Regions from separate parts of the Mus musculus genome. Here region 1 is linked to region 2. Evidence: chromatin contacts called from public HiChIP or PLAC-seq data. All regions are on one chromosome and are shown on one strand. Each heading gives the region's core, a stretch centred on a gene start, on an enhancer-like site or on the middle of the called end of the contact. The rest is flanking DNA. Distances are from core to core; before and after follow the strand shown. Region 1 holds the start of Bid (BH3 interacting domain death agonist). Region 2 holds the start of Rad52 (RAD52 homolog, DNA repair protein).

Region 1 (3,428 bases), core at 372-2,871, 1.0 Mb before region 2:
AAAAAAACAAGACAAAAACAAAACTTTTTTCTCATTATTTTCCACTTTGAAATCTAGATAATTCAGCTTGCATGTTTTAAATTTAAAAACTCTGTGTGTGTGTGTGTGTGTGTGTGTGTGTGTTGCCTGCATATATGTGCACCACATGTGTGCCTGGTCCTCATAGAGGCCAGAAGGGGGGTCAGTCCCTTGGAATTAGAATAACAGATGATTGTCAGCCACCATATGGGTGCTAAGTACTGAACCCAGATGGATGCTCTGTAAGAGTGAGAAGTGCTTTTAACCAGTGAGCCATCTCTCCAACCCTGCCCCCGCTGTTCATCACCAAGCTCTTCCACTATGTGATTTCAAGTGTAACTTTTTTTTTGGCGGGGGGTGGGGGGGTGGGGGAGTGGGGGGTGGGGTGGGGTTGGTTTTTCGACAGACAGGGTTTCTCTGTATAGCCCTGGCTGTCCTGGAACTCACTTTGTAGACCAGGCTGGCCTCGAACAGAGGCCTCCCAAGTGCCGGGATTAAAGGCGTGCGACACCACGCCCGGCTTCAAGTGTAACTTTTATTGATCGTAAAATTAGAGCCATCTTCCTTTAAGAAGAATTGGAAAATATAAAGAGGAAAAAGAAACCCTGGAGATGGCTCGGTTTGTAAAGTACTTCATATGCGTAAGAACTGGACTTTGGATCCCTAGCACCCATGTAAAAAATAGAGTGCTGTGTGTATCTACAATTCCATTGTTATTGGTGCACAGTGGAAGCTTCCTGGAGCTCACCTGGCAGTCAGCCTAGGGAAATCACGCGTGGAGCTGGGAAGCTGGTCCACTCCCCTCACCCCACACCATCTCAAAAGAAAAAAAAAAAAGGTGGAAAGGTGGAGAGTGATGAAGGAAAACACTGACCTCTGGCTTAAATACACACATACACACACAAACACACACCAACCATGTGATTTTTTTTTTTTTTTTTTTTTTTTTTTGTCTTCTCAGATCCAGTTTCTCTGCTCAGGAACAGCAATTTCCATGGTTCTATTTACTTCCTCATACTTCCAGAATTCACTTTCTTGTTTCTCTTTCACTTTTGTCACTGTCACGTGTCCTTTGGGGGTACTGGCTGGCACTTAAGTATATAGCATTGGGACTTCTCTGGACAGGGGAACTAGCTAGCAGTTTGAGATTATCTGCTAGCCTCCTGGTTCTTTCCACATTCATCCTTGCTGATTCATTCCATGACCGAGAACCCCGCAACCCCCATCCCTGCCTTCCCCACAAGAGTTTAAAAATTCTGCAAGCAGCTGCGCAGGAGAAACAATAGGGACCTCCCAGCATCTCTGATAGGGCCGATTCTGACAGGGTCACTAGTCTTGAGTGTGCCAACCCTGCTATGTAATACATCAAGACAATGCGGAGAGGTCGGGATCAAGTATGACACCCCATCCTCACGAGGGCAGGTCGCCCAGGCTTTGGGGACTCTGGGGAGCGCAGGTTCCGGGTGTACCTTCCTTCCTGTCCCCCGTAGCGAGCCGGTAGGACCCTTGGGTTTCCGCAAAGTGTGGCCAGTCGGAGGGCGGAGCATCCGGAGGGCGGGGCTATCACAGGGGCGGGGCTCCCGGGCGAGCACGAGGAAAGGTAGGTGGAGTAGAGCGCCGGGCCGAGTGTGGCTCCGCAAACCTTTGCCTTAGCCCGTTCGCCGCCCGGTACCGGCGCAGCGGCGTCTGCGTGGTGAGTATGCCCACCCTACTGGGCGCCCCCACAGTTCCCCTCTGGGAGGACGGGGTCGGCACGGAGCTCAGTTTCGTATGCTATCGATCCTTCGTGATGGCGGGGCTCTTGCGCCTTGATGGAGGCGGGGTGAGGGCGCCGGCCACAGGGTGCCACCGCGGAGCTGAGGGGAAGGCACTCACTCGAAGGCCTGGGGCGTGCGCCACTCGCGGTCCCCCTCAGCGCTCGGTCCTGGTCCGCTTCGGGCAGGCCTCCTGGTGGACCCGGGGTCCCCGCGGTCGCGCGCCACTCGGCAGGTGCGCGCAGAGCTGGAAAGGCGGGCCTGAGGTCTCGCTGCGCTCCGCTATGGCCACCCACAAAAATCAACAAGGAACGGCTACAGCCCACAAATGGGCCCTGCAAAAGCCCTGGAACCCCAACCCAGGGAACACAGACCTTGGAAGACTGCAGCGAGGGGCACCTTTCCTACACCCGTGGGCACTACTGTGTGCACAGCTCACACTCACGCCTGAACTGTGAGGAAGTGGCTGACCCCTCCGCATCTCCAGTACCCAAAATGGTTTGAAAATGTGCACAGACTGGTTGCTGATGTTTTTAAAAAGTTTGTTGAATGGTTGGCTGAATAACCCTATAGGATTCTAGAAGAAACCCACAGTCTTCAGCCACCAAGTGGCCTGGGCCCACAAGGATTCACACATTCGTTCATTCATTCTTTCGTACATTCATTTACATACTCAACAAATAAGTGTGGACCAGGGACGGATCAGGGTAGAACTTTGTGGGTGGTGAGAGGCTGGAATGAAGAGCTCTGTAAAGGACCAGGTGGTGTTGAGTATGGGACTTCTAGGCTGGGCTTGACCTTCATCTGATAAGCCACATAGTTCTGAGTCAAGAGCATCCTGAGGACCCAGGCAGGGCTCCCCTACTTTCCCAGGCTACTGCCTGGTGCCATGGCCAGGATTGCCCTTACTGGAAGACTACCTTGAAGCCGGGTCTAGGATAAGCTAGCTGTGGAATGGAGCTGGGAGAAACCACAAGAAGGATGTGGACTTTCCACATTCCAGCTCTACCCAACCAGGAGACTTTGCAGCCCTGCCCCATCCCCTGGGACTTGGTCCCAGGCACTACCCTGGCAGTCAGCTCTGAGTGTTTCCATGGGGGGGGGGGGAGCCTGATCCAGTGCTGGGGCTGAGTTCAGAGGCTTTAATACTTGAGTGGGCTGAGCTCTAAGAAGGACTCGGCTGGGTGGTGGTGGGGAAGCAGGGTGGCGATTGTGTGTGTCCTGGCCTCTACTGCCTCTCTTGCCCAGAGAGGGAATGGCAGGGAGGTTGGCTTATTACAGCTGGGTTAGCAGGCATTTCACCCACTGACGCAAGGTGCTATCTCCTGGCTACTGCGGGGTGGAGTTGGGTACAGGCTTTGGTGATGGCAAGTGAAGAGAAGCCGGCTGGATGTGGCATGCTCTATAAAGAGATTTAAGTAGCCCCAAGGTGGCCAGGTTACTGGAGCTCTGAAGGATGAGTTGAGGGTGTACCTGAAAAGTGGGCTGTTAGGGCAGTTACTGGCGAGGCTGGGGGAGGGGAAGTGATGCTCACAGCTTGAGGTTACCTGGTTCCTCTTATTTGCAAGAAAGAATAGCCTACGGGGGGGGGGGGCACAGTGCTGGGTGCCTGGCCTCCGGAAGGAAGGCCTGATGACACAGCCTTTTAGACCTTCC
Region 2 (3,053 bases), core at 289-2,788:
AAAAAAACAGCCAGGTGATGGTGGCACACGCCTTTGATCCCAGCACTTGGGAGGCAGAGGCAGGCGGATTTCTGAGTTCAAGGCCAGCCTAGTCTGCAAAGTGAGTTCCAGGACAGCCAGGTCTACACAGAGAAACCCTGTCTTGAAAAAACCAAAAAAAAAAAAAAAAAAAAATTAATGTTTGTATTATATAAGTATGTGTGTTTTGCCTGCATGCTTATCTGTGCACCACAAGTACTGAAGAAGGTATCCCTTATAACTAGAGATATAGACAGTTGTAAGCCACCATGTGAGTGGTGGGAATTGAACCCAGGTCCTTGGGAAGAGCAGCAGCCAGTTTTTTAAATAAAATATAATTCACATCATTTCCTCTCTCTCTCCTCCAATCCCTCATATCCCTCTCTCAACTTCATAGCCTTTTTCTGTTTTGTTTTACACAGACAACAGAGACATACATATATGAATAAATAAATATAACCCCTAAGTCTGTTTAATGTAGCATGTACATGTACAATTTTAGGGCTGATCACTTGGTACTGGGTAATCCATTAGGGGGTTCATCTCTGGGAAAGCCATTCTCCCTTTCTGACAGTCATTAATTGCGTATAGCTCTTCATCTAAGGGCGGGGCCCTTTAAGACCCCTCCCCCAATCCAAGTTGGCATGTCAACTGGTGCTGTTAATTGTCCAGGTCTTATTAAAGAAGCAATATTGAGATGGCCATGTAGGGGAATCAGCCTAGATGACCATCAACTTAATCAACTGATGGATAATTCAAACGAGATACAAACATCGGAACTTTATTCTGCGGAACAGATCCCACCGAAACCCACACAAAGTACTGTATTTCATACAAGTGAAACAGGTTCACTGACAAAGCAGACGGGGGTCCTAGGATGACGGGAAAAGTGAGAGGGAGAGCTAACTGTGGCTTCTGGATTTATTTAGGAGTGATGAAAATGTTATGGAATTCGATGTTGCTAGGGGTTACACAACCCCCAAGCATATGAGTAACCAGAGAACTGTACACCCCCGAGGAGTGAATTTAACCGTACTAATGCACGCTTCGTTTTTCAAAGTCCAGAAAGGCTACCCTGAATGTCAAACTCCTCAAGTCCACAGTTTCTTCTCAGCCCCACCGACTCCCTCCGACTTCACCCTGTCCTAGACAGTCCTGTTAACAGTCAGCGCGCGTGTCGCACGGTGCTCCCGAGCACGCGGTCAGCAACCCCGGACCAGGCGCCTCCCTCCAGATCCAGCGCAACCGTGGGGGCTTCAGGGCTCGGCCTCCCCGGTGGAGACGCCCCCGTGCCGGGCGTGTCCAGCAGCCGCCCGAATCCGAAAGGCCCCACGCTCCCCGACCCCGCTAGAACCACCCCGGCGAGGACCGTCCTCACTCACGCGCTTCGGAACGCGGTGCACGCAGGAGCTCGGTCCGGGTGCCTGCCGGGAAGCCGGAGAGGGCCTCGCAGAAGGAATGGAGACTCTGCAAGCTCAGAGTCCTCGCCCAAAGAAAAACAGAAGGAAAGGCCGTAAGTCAAGTCAGAAGGCGCCGAGAGCCGCAAAGCAGGCTGTCGCAAATCAAGTCGCGAACTGGAAGCGGCGGAGGACTCAGCATCCTGAGCGCTCTTGGGCTGTTATCTCACCGCCCGCGGCGATCAGCCTTCCCGCAGCCGCAGCAAGCCGCTTCGGTTTCCGTAGGCGCCCTGCGAGGGTCCCTGGTGTGACCCGGCTGGGTGACGCCCGGAGCCAACCTCTCCTCGGTGTGCTTTTAAACTCTGAGACCCTGGCAGCCAGTGGGATTTCCCCTGAAATTCAACCGGAACTAACTGGATGACAGTTACACTTTAGGCATCACTCCAAGTTAAACACAGACTGATCTCAGTTTATGATGTTTTCTGCTTTACAACAGATCTACGTCTCCAATGTGTAGTTTATATACTGAGAACTTTTTGTTTTTAATGGTCAGGCCTTCAGATTGTTGCAATTTAACCAATTCATTATATGGCCACTATATCCAGGATCTTTCGTGTTTTCCTAGATGGTTGACTTAACTAATCTTCCCAGAAACACGGAGTCAGATGCAGTTAATAAATAAATCGAAAGTCCTTTAGCACATTGTAGGGTCCATACTGACAAGACCAAGATAACAGGACAATGACACTAGCTACAAGAGAAACTCAGAATTCTGTTTCTGGAATTAGCTGGTCACTCAACTTGCCCATTACTTGCACAAAAAGGAAAGACTCTTTCTCAGGGCAGTGGTGGCCACATCTTTAATCCCAGCACCCAGGAGACAGGGGCAGGCAGATGTCTTGAGTTCGAGGATGCTACACAGAGAAACTCTGTCTCGAAGAAAAGAAAAACATCATTTGAAACTGTGCTACTGGCCGATGCAAGAGTACCAAATTTCCATTCTGGTGGCACAGACCTGTAACTCAAACTACTGGGGAAGCTGAGATAGGAGAATCCCAAAATCAAGGACAGCCTGGGCTTAAAACCTGTCTAGGTAAAAAGAGGGTTGGCATTATAGCTTAGTAGTAGGACTCTTGCCTGGCATGTAGGAAGTAATGGACTCAATCCCAACGACAGGGGAGGAGAACCTGAACATCTACGGCTACAGAGATCGCTCCACAGTTTAAGAGCACGTACTATTTCAGAGAACCTGAGTTAGGTTCCCCACATCCAAATTAGGGGACTCACAACTACCTGTAACTACAGTTCAAGGGGACCCAGTGCTCTCTTCTGGCCTCTGAAGGCACCGTAAACATACGACACTCATTTGCCCAGACACACAAAACATGTATACATATAAATAAAAACAAATCTTTTTTAAAAAAATAGACTATTAATCTGTTATCCGTGCGCCTCAGAACGTGGTGCTTGCAGGAGCTTGGCCCCGGGTGCCTGCAGGAGCTTGGCCCCGGGTGCCTGCAGGGAAGCCGAAGTGGGCCTCGCAGAAGAGATGGAGACTCTGCAAGCTCAGGGGACGCAGGGAAGAGGGCCATCAGGTTTGTACTGAGCCATGTGGCTGAACCCCTTTCCTTTTATAAT

Evidence for each region. HiChIP or PLAC-seq counts read pairs in DNA pulled down with a chosen protein or histone mark.
Region 1: a contact with region 2 is called in an HNF4G HiChIP or PLAC-seq map of pancreatic cancer cells. The contact joins the promoter of Bid here to the promoter of Rad52 in region 2. A contact is called at or near these places in 2 of 39 promoter capture datasets (liver and pre-B cells) and 1 of 115 datasets of contacts at active chromatin or transcription factors (pancreatic cancer cells).

What each region holds. Positions count from the first base shown.
Region 1 is chr6:120,915,017-120,918,444 of GRCm38.p6, reverse strand. It overlaps Bid (BH3 interacting domain death agonist), which reads left to right and starts at 1,621. Exons shown (of 6, transcript NM_007544.4): 1 at 1,621-1,711.
Region 2 is chr6:119,901,183-119,904,235 of GRCm38.p6, reverse strand. It overlaps Rad52 (RAD52 homolog, DNA repair protein), which reads right to left and starts at 1,538. Exons shown (of 12, transcript NM_001166381.1): 1 at 1,401-1,538.